Regions from separate parts of the Zea mays genome. Here region 1 is linked to region 2. The links are chromatin contacts, called in public Hi-C maps. All regions are on one chromosome and are shown on one strand. The core of a region is the stretch at or near the end of the contact, and the rest is flanking DNA. Distances in the headings are between cores, read along the strand shown.

Evidence for each region. A called contact is a pair of places that touch in the nucleus more often than the background predicts.
Region 1: a contact with region 2 is called in a Hi-C map of endosperm, with 6 times the contacts expected there. The contact joins the enhancer-like site here to the promoter of LOC100217046 in region 2. A contact is called at or near these places in 16 of 25 Hi-C or Micro-C datasets (bundle sheath, ear, endosperm and 5 more) and 1 of 3 datasets of contacts at active chromatin or transcription factors (leaf).

The regions. Positions count from the first base shown.
Region 1 is chr8:71,883,922-71,888,396 of Zm-B73-REFERENCE-NAM-5.0, reverse strand. It overlaps the pseudogene LOC103635340. Among protein-coding and RNA genes, the nearest start is that of LOC100277777, 74 kb to the right of the region's middle. Within about 2 kb of position 2,831, at least 5 of the 20 cell types and tissues checked have an H3K27ac peak or open chromatin away from gene starts, as enhancers often do. A contact at or near this core is called in endosperm and root tip, where this site is marked.
Region 2 is chr8:71,802,798-71,807,195 of Zm-B73-REFERENCE-NAM-5.0, reverse strand. It overlaps LOC100217046, which reads right to left and starts at 1,433. Exons shown (of 8, transcript NM_001143418.1): 1 at 1,312-1,433; 2 at 1,004-1,204; 3 at 659-796; 4 at 415-475; 5 at 1-49. The coding sequence starts at 462.

The DNA of each region.
Region 1 (4,475 bases), core at 1,582-4,081, 80 kb before region 2:
TTCTCCAAAGTTTGAGGAGGCTTCCTTGCAAAGTATTGAGCTGAAGGTCCCGGCCGAAGCCCCTTAATCATGGCCTCAATGACAATTTCATTGGGCACTGTTGGTGCCTGTGCCCTCAGACGCAGGAACCTTCGGACATACGCCTGAAGGTATTCTTCGTGGTCCTGGGTGCACTGAAATAAAGCTTGAGCAGTGACCGGCTTCGTTTGAAACCCTTGGAAGCTGGTTATCAGCATGTCCTTCAGCTTTTGCCATGAGGTGATTGTTCCTGGCCGAAGAGAGGAGTACCAGGTTTGCGCAACACTCTTGATAGCCATGACGAAAGACTTTGTCATGACTGCAGTATTGCCACCATACGAAGATATGGTTGCTTCATAACTCATCAAGAATTGCTTCGGGTCTGAATTACCATCGTACATGGGGAGCTGAGATGGCTTGTAAGACTGGAGCCAAGGTGTAGCCTGCAGTTCTGTTGACAGAGGAGAAGTATCATCAAAAGCAAAATTTCCATGATGGAAATCTTCATACCAGTCGTCCTCGTTGTAGAAGCCCTCCTGATGAAGCTCTCTGCGCGGAGGCCTTCGGTTCTGGTCATCTTGAGCAAGATGACGAACTTCTTCAGAGGCTTCGTCTATCTGCCTTTGTAGGTCAGCTAGACGAGCCATCTTTTCCTTCTTTCGTTGGACCTGTTGATGGAGCATCTCCAAGTTTTGGATTTCTTGATCCAAGTCGTCCTCCGGAGGCGTTGGACTGGTGGCCTTCCTCTTCTGGCTTCGGGCCTCCCTAAGAGAAAGGACATCCTGATTGGGGTCCAGCGGCTGCAGAGTGGCAGCCCCTGTTGCTGAAACTTTCTTCGGTGGCATGACGAAGGTGATGCTTGCCGAAGGTGTTCAAAACTCAAAAAATGTACGTGAGTTCACCGGAGGTGGGCGCCAATGTTAGGGACTTTTCTCAAATGCTAAGAGTTAAGAACAAGGCAACATAAAAAGTGTTAAATATAAAGGTCCTTCGTCCTTCAAGACTTTATATCCCTTCGGACATAATGAATTTCGGACGAAGGTTATGAAGAAAGAGACCTTCGTAAACTCGATAAATGATAAGAAAGAATTCGTATAAGAAATACAAACAATAATATAAATATTATTATCAACTTATTTTTATTTGCACTATCATATTCATAATAACAAATTATACATGTACCTTCGGATTGACGGAAAATAAAGGTACAGGCGTAATGCGAAAAGCGAATGCCAAGTCAGCGTGAACAGTACGGGAGTACTGTTCATCTATTTATAGGCAAGGGACGCGGCCCGTGTAGAATTACATTAATGCCCTTTACATTTATCAATAACTCTATAGTAATTCTTCGGGGTCTAATTTGCCTTTTCATCTTTAAGTCGGTTCCCCTTTTCTGCTGTCATGTCGTAGCTTCGTGATCATCTTATCCTTCGTCATAATCGCCTTCCGTCTCACTCAAGCTTCGTCCTGACCGTACTCTTGTATACTCATAACCCGATTCTGAAGATACCTGTTCACATATTTCACTTGGAAAACATTGTCAAATCATGTTTTTGAGGACCTTCGGAAGCCGAAGGCCCCCAACACATAATTACTAACATACCTTTCCTTTAGTTTTAAAAACGGGGCAATAGATATAAATTACATGAAACCAATAAGGATATGACGTAATTAAACAATTAAAAACTGTTTTTAGCTTAGCTTCTTATGTGCAATCAGGTCTTATGTGCAAGTATACAAACGAGTCTCTTAGTCCACTAACTGTAGACATAATTATGATTGGTTAGGTTTTTTTAAAATCTACCCGAGATTATGGTGGATGTAAGCGTTAAATGTGATACACACAAATGATATGATTACGCATTAGTTGTTGGCTATAGTGCCAAGTGCCAACTGCGAAGTATGCAATTGTCACCGAGAGGTCGAGACTAAGGCTGTCCGCAGCCACGGACGGTAAACACAACTCTAAAGGTATAGAGTCAACAAATGTGCTGCAGCGGGGAAACTTCAGCCCGACGCTAAATGCAACAGTAGCTGGGAAAACTCTAAATCTAGCGCACTCTTCCGCCCAACTCTATAGTCTCTCTCATCTTCTTTGCATGGCACAACGTACACAGTGGTAGGCAGGCGCGGTGGAGGTGGGCCCGGGCACAGTGGCAGGCGCGGTGGGGGCTGGGAGGGGATAGAATAGTGTGGGGTATAGGGTAGATATATAGAGTAATTGTGACCGCGGAGAATTGTTGAATAAAGTAGAGAATCTCGCTGACCATGATGAAATATTCGCCTAACGGCGCGCGCCATCGCCGCAGTTCAGCCGCTCGCCGTCGCCGGAGAGGGCAAGGGCAGGACCGTCCACGCGCATCTCCCTCGACTTGTTTCACGCGCGCACACACCCACGCCACCCTGCTGCACCGCGCACATATTGGCCCTGTTTGTTTCGGCTTCTGACAGCTTCTGGCCATCAAAAGCTGCTGCGGACTACCAAACGCTCAGCTTTTGAGCCAGCTTCTATAAAATTCGTTGGAACAAAAACCATTCAAAATCAACATAAACACATAATCGGTTGAGTCGTTGTAATAGTAGGAATCCGTCACTTTCTAGATCTTGAGTCCTATGAACAACTTTGTCTTCCCCCACACGTAATCGTAATGATACTCAGATTCTCTCCACAGTCAGATTCTCCCTACAGCCAGATTTTCAAAAAATCTGGTCAGAAAAAAGCTGAAACAAACAGCCCCAAGCCCCAAGTAACCCAAGGGGACGCCGCCTCTGCTCCTCCGCCGCCCACTCTTCTCCCCCTCCTTGCCTGCGGATTGGGGCGACAGGGGTTGGCGATGCCGGAGGTCAATGCCGGCGCGCTGGCGCAGGCGGAGCAGAGGAAGAAGGCGGGGAGGTCGGTTCCAGAGCGTGGAAAGGTTGCTTCTTATCTCTTCTCTGCCGCCCGGTGTTGGTGCCATCGACAACGCTCGTATGGGACGACTGGCTGGATAAGGATGCGGCCTCTCCGGATTTTGGCATCGGCAGGAAAGGATGGATTTGGGTTTTGATCCTGAGTTGCTTGCTTGCAGCGCGATAGAGATTAAGAGATACGAGTTGTTAGTCCTCCCCAGAGTCCGAAGCAAGCTACTAGGTTTTCAGTTTCAGATCCCCGAAAAATACGGTTGTTGTTTTGACGCCAACCGATATACGCGGCAGGAGTACCACGCGACGCTGGTATTGGATTCGCGTGACTTGGGTATGTATGTTTATCCAATCTTCCTAATCCAAGCCGCAGGAGTATTTATTTATTTCCTTCATTTTGTGGACGGACTACTACGGACTACTACGTATATATAAATCCTACGAGCCGACTGCTGCCTAGTTATCATTACCATCGGTGATCTCTTACCGTCCCCATCTACCAAAACTCGCAGAACCCACCAGACATGGAGTCCTTCAGCGACGCCGACAGATACATACCCCAAGAGATCATCGGCAGAGGCAGCTACGGGGTCGTTTGCTCAGCTATTGACCGGCGCACCGGCGAGAAGGTCGCGATCAAGAAAATAGGAGGCGTCTTCGATGACCTGTCCGACGCCGCCAGGACCCTCCGGGAGATCAAGCTGCTCCGGCTGTTACGACACCCTGACATTGTCGAGATCAAGCATGTCATGTTGCCTCCGGCTAGGAGGGACTACAAAGACATTTATGTCGTGTTTGAATTGATGGAGGCCGACCTTCACCAGGTTATCAAGGCTAACCCTGACCTGACGACAGAGCACCACCAGTACTTTCTCTATCAGATGCTGCGTGCGTTGAAGTATATGCATGCTGGTACGCACACGCCTCTAACGATTTCCTTATCTCAGCCTCAAAGGTCTTCTGATCAATGCACATTGACGGTGTGATGTGCTGCTTTCTTTATGTTCTAAGGGGGGATGAAATTTATTGACATCCCCTGTGCCTATTAGATGAAAGTGTACGTGTACCTTAGATAATTACTATCAGATCTTTTTCGTTTCTTTTGTTTAAATCCTTATTTAAATTCTGCTAGCGCTGATTTCACTTATGCCCCGTTTGGTTTCTTCTAATTTAATTACATTCTAATAATAGCAATTTAGGCAAATATCAATTAAGCTAATATGATTTTATGCTAAATATATTTGTATACTATTATTAACAATATGTGAGAGATATTTATGTGCTACATTTTTTTTACTATAGAGAAGTGAGTCGAAGACCGTCTTATAAGTTTTAGGGTCTTAACATATTCCGCTAAAACAAAAAATCATTTTACATTCTGCACACCATGAATTTAAGATAGCTTATATCTAAGCTTTGGAAAGTGATGGAATATCATATTCCAAGCTAAATAGACTACTTTATGAAGTAAATTTCAATTCCTCAGATCCAAACGGTCCAGTATGTTACATGCATTTACTTGACACCTATCACAGAGTGGCTACGAGCTAATGCTT
Region 2 (4,398 bases), core at 184-2,683:
GTTTAATTAAGAATTCTCCATCTTCTTTTGTGAATATATCATTTGTGACCTGAATGTGAAGAGAACAAATAGAAAAGGCTCATTGTAGATATTCTATGTTCTGGAAATTTTCGCAAGAAGAAAAACTACTTTATTTCTATATCAGTGCATCGCACAGGTAAAATCACTGATTAAGAAAGTGAAAGACGCTTTGGTTTAAGTTGAATTATCAGAAATATGACAAATAAAACCTGCTTTATTTTACAAGTGAAAAGTCTGAAGATGAGAAGCAAAACTGAAGCACTGGGTTATAGGTGAATATCTCGAAACTATATGACCAGGCATGCAGAAAATCTTATGTAGCATTGCATTTTCAGTTCGGTGAGGAAACCAGATCGCTTCTGTAGAAGAATAAGAGGGCAGAGTGCCACGTACAGCTGCAAGACTATACTTGTCGCGTAGAAATCTGCACAATGCTAGCATGAGGGCAGTTTTCCTGAATAAGGAAAAAAATGTTCAAAAAAGTGTCAGGATCCATATAACTGAAAGTGTAGCTGGTGCTGGTCAATGCACAGACAATGAAGTTTATTGGTTTCAGTAGTAGAATGTTATTCAGGCTACTAATCTACAGGATGATTATGCGTACATGCAATGTTCCAAATTAATCATATCAACTAACCACTCCAAATGTCAGGACGGAGCTTCAGGAACAAAACCAACGAAAGGGTATGAATCAGCACAAGCAAGCGCTTTATCGACAAAGATCCCATCGATGTCCAGAAGCCTCCATCAAGAACAAACCTAACCCCAGATTAAGCTGCAATTTGCACCGGTGCAAGTAGGAATTACGAAAGAAACTTCACACAGATGTCGTGGAGGCGCGTCTCTCTCCGGCCGCCACAATTTCACATCTTCCGCCAAGTAACCGCACCGGAATTATGAGATGTAAATGTAGGCTACCAGCCTACCAGAGATTGGAATTTGGAAGGAGTAAAAGCAAGTAGTAGAAAGCATCCGAGCTCACCCGGTGCCTACGGGGCCGCCAATGCCGACGGTGAAGGCGCGGTCAGCGAAGTCGCGCGAGGCGAGCGGCGGCGCGCGCTTGGTGAAGTCGCCGGGGGAGTAGATGGGCTCGTGGGAGTGGGGCGCGAGGCCGTCGTGGGAGTGCCACACGCGTCCGTCCTCCCCTACCCACGATCCCCCAGCCGCATGGCCACCGCCGTCCCTGAAAGCGCAGCAAATTAAATGCCACACCAAGAGCGCGTCGAGTCAGATGTGCAGACAGCGACCGAGATCGCGGAATTCTAGGAGCGATGGCACGCGCGCGCGCACCCGTGGGAATGGTGGTGGTGGTCGTCGTGGGAGTGGGAGTGGTGATGATCATGAGACGCCATGGCTGGGACTGGGAGCTTGGAGGTGGAATCGGAAGGGAGGCTGGACTCTGGAGGTTTTCAGATAAGAGAGGTGGCGGATCGGAGCGCAGGTTCCGTGAGGAGCTAGCTTGCTAGACTAGTCTGAAGATGCTCGTTGATTTCGGGTGTGGCGGAAGAAGTGGACCAATTCAGAATGGGCCGATCGCGGGGCTCCCAGCTGCGGTTATTTCCGCAACATAGAGAAATGGGCCGTTAGGAAGATAGACCGTTTGAGGCGCTGACGCACTCAGGGAGGCCGTGGATTAGAGGAGGCGTGACGGAATGCGATGCGAGTATCCTATCAATCTGTTCGGAGTATGACTGTGCCTGGAGTCAAATTTAAGAAATGTGCTGAATTAGCAAAAGTACAGACCAAAGCATTTTTAACCCTTGATGTTTGCACTAGGTGGAATTCAACATACCTTATGCTAAATATTGCACAACAATATGAAAAGGCATTTGAAAGGTATAGTGATGAAGATCCATACTATAGGCTAGATTTAGAAGGTGAAAATGGCCTCGGTGTTCCTGAGAAATCAGATTGGGAAAAGGCAAGAAAAATGGCTGAATTCCTAGAGCACTTCTATGAACTTACCCTTCGTGTTTCAGTCACAAGTAAACCAACCTCACATTCTTACTTCCACGAGATTGCTGATGTTTTGGTTTTATTGCGAGAGTGGTGTCGTAGCGAAGACAACTTATGTGCTGAAATGGACAAGAGAATGATTGCAAAATATTATAAATATTGGGGGGAGAAGTACGGAGAGAAACTCAACTTGGCTGTTTTTTCTGTGTTGCAATTTGAAAGGGAATTAGGCTTACACCTAGTTCCTAAATAATTTTGGTGGTTGAATTGCTCAACACAAATATTGGACTGACTAGTTTGCTCTAGTGTATAAGTTATACAGGTGCAAAAGGTTCACATCTAGCCAATAAAAAGACCAAGTGTTGGATTCAACAAAGGAGCAATAAGGCAACCGAGGGCACCTCTGGCTGGAGGCACCGGACTGTCCGGTGTGCACCGGACAGTGTCCGGTGCGCCCGTAGACTTCGTTTTCTACCCTTCGCCAGAGGACTTCGACTTCAACCCTTCGCCCTCGGGAATTCGCGGAGGCCGGCGCGCTATAATTCACCGGACTGTCCGGTGTGCACCGGACATGTCCGGTGCGCCAACGAACCGCGGCCTCCGGAACTCGTCATCCTCGGGTTTTCACGACAGCCGCTCCGCTATAATTCACCGGACTGTCCGGTGTGCACCGGACTGTCCGGTGTGCCAGCGGAGCAACGGCTCTCTGCGGCGCCAACGGCTCCCTGCGGAGCATTAAATGCGCGCGCAGCGCGCGCAGACGTCAGGGCTGCCCATACCGGTGCACCGGACATCAAACAGTGCATGTCCGGTGTGCACCGGACACCTCGGCGGGCCCACAAGTCAGAAGCTTCAACGGTCAGAATCCAACGGCAATGGTGACGTGGCAGAGGCACCGGACTGTCCGGTGCGCCATCGAACAGAGGCTGCCAGCAACGGTCACTTTTGGTGGTTGGGGCTATAAATACCCCAACCATCCCACATTCATTGCCATCCAAGTTTTCCACTTCTCAACTACTACAAGAGCTCTAGCATTCAAATCTAGACACACCAAATAGATCAAATCCTCTCCAATTCCACTCAAGCCCTTAGTGACTAGCGAGAGTGATTTGCTTGTGTTCTTTCGAGCTCTTGCGCTTGGATCGCATTCTTTTCTTTCTCATTTATTCTTGTGATCATACTCAATTGTAACCAAGGCAAGAGGCACCAATTGTGTGGTGGCCCTTGCGGGGAAGTTTTGTTCCCGGTTGATTGAGAAGAAGAGAAAGCTCACTCGATCCGTGGGATCGTTTGAGAGAGGGAAAGGGTTGAAAAAGACCCGGCCTTAGTGGCCTCCTCAACGGGGAGTAGGTTTGCGAGAACCGAACCTCGGTAAAACAAATCCGCGTGTCACACTCTTATTTGCTTACGATTTGTTTTGCGCCCTCTCTCGCGGACTCGTTTATATTTCTAACGCTAACCCGGCTTGTAGTTGTGATTATTTTTGTAAATTTCAGTTTCGCCCTATTCACCCCCCCCCCCCTCTAGGCGACTATCAATTGGTATCAGAGCCCGGTTCTTCATTAGAGCCTAACCGCTCGAAGTGATGTCGGGAGATCACGCCAAGAAGGAGATGGAGACCGGCGATAAGCCCACTACAAGCTAAGGGAGCACTTCATCGGAAGAGTCCCGCACCAAGAGAAGGGAGAAGAAGAAGAACTCCTCCAAGCGGAAGGAGAAAAGATCTCCCTCTTCTCACCACAAGGAGAAGAAGGAAAAATCCTCTTCTCACAAGCCGCATCGGAGTGGGGACAAGCCCAAGAGGATGAGGAAGGTGGTCTACTATGAGACCGACACTTCATCGACATCTACCTCCGGCTCCGACGCGGCGTCCGTCACTTCTAAACGCCAAGAGCGTAAGAAGTATAGTAAGATTCCCCTACGCTATCCTCGTGTTCCTAAACATACACCTCTACTTTCCGTCCCATTAGGTAAACCACCAACTTTTAATGGTGAAGATTATGCTATGTGGAGTAATTTAATGCGATTTCATCTAACCTCTCTCCACAAGAGTATATGGGATGTTGTTGAGTATGGTGTACAGGTACCATCTATAGGGGATGAGGACTATGACACGGACGAAGTGGCCCAAATCGAGCACTTCAACTCCCAAGCCGCAACCATCCTCCTTGCCTCCCTAAGCAAGGAGGAATACAACAAAGTACAAGGGTTGAAGAACGCCAAAGAGATTTGGGATCTTCTCAAGACGGCGCACGAAGGTGATGAACTCACCAAGATCACCAAGCGGGAAACGATCGAGGGGGAGCTCGGTCGCTTCCGTCTTCGCCAAGGGGAGGAGCCACAAGACATGTACAACCGGCTCAAGACCTTGGTGAACCAAGTGCGCAACCTCGGGAGTACAAAATGGGATGACCACGAAGT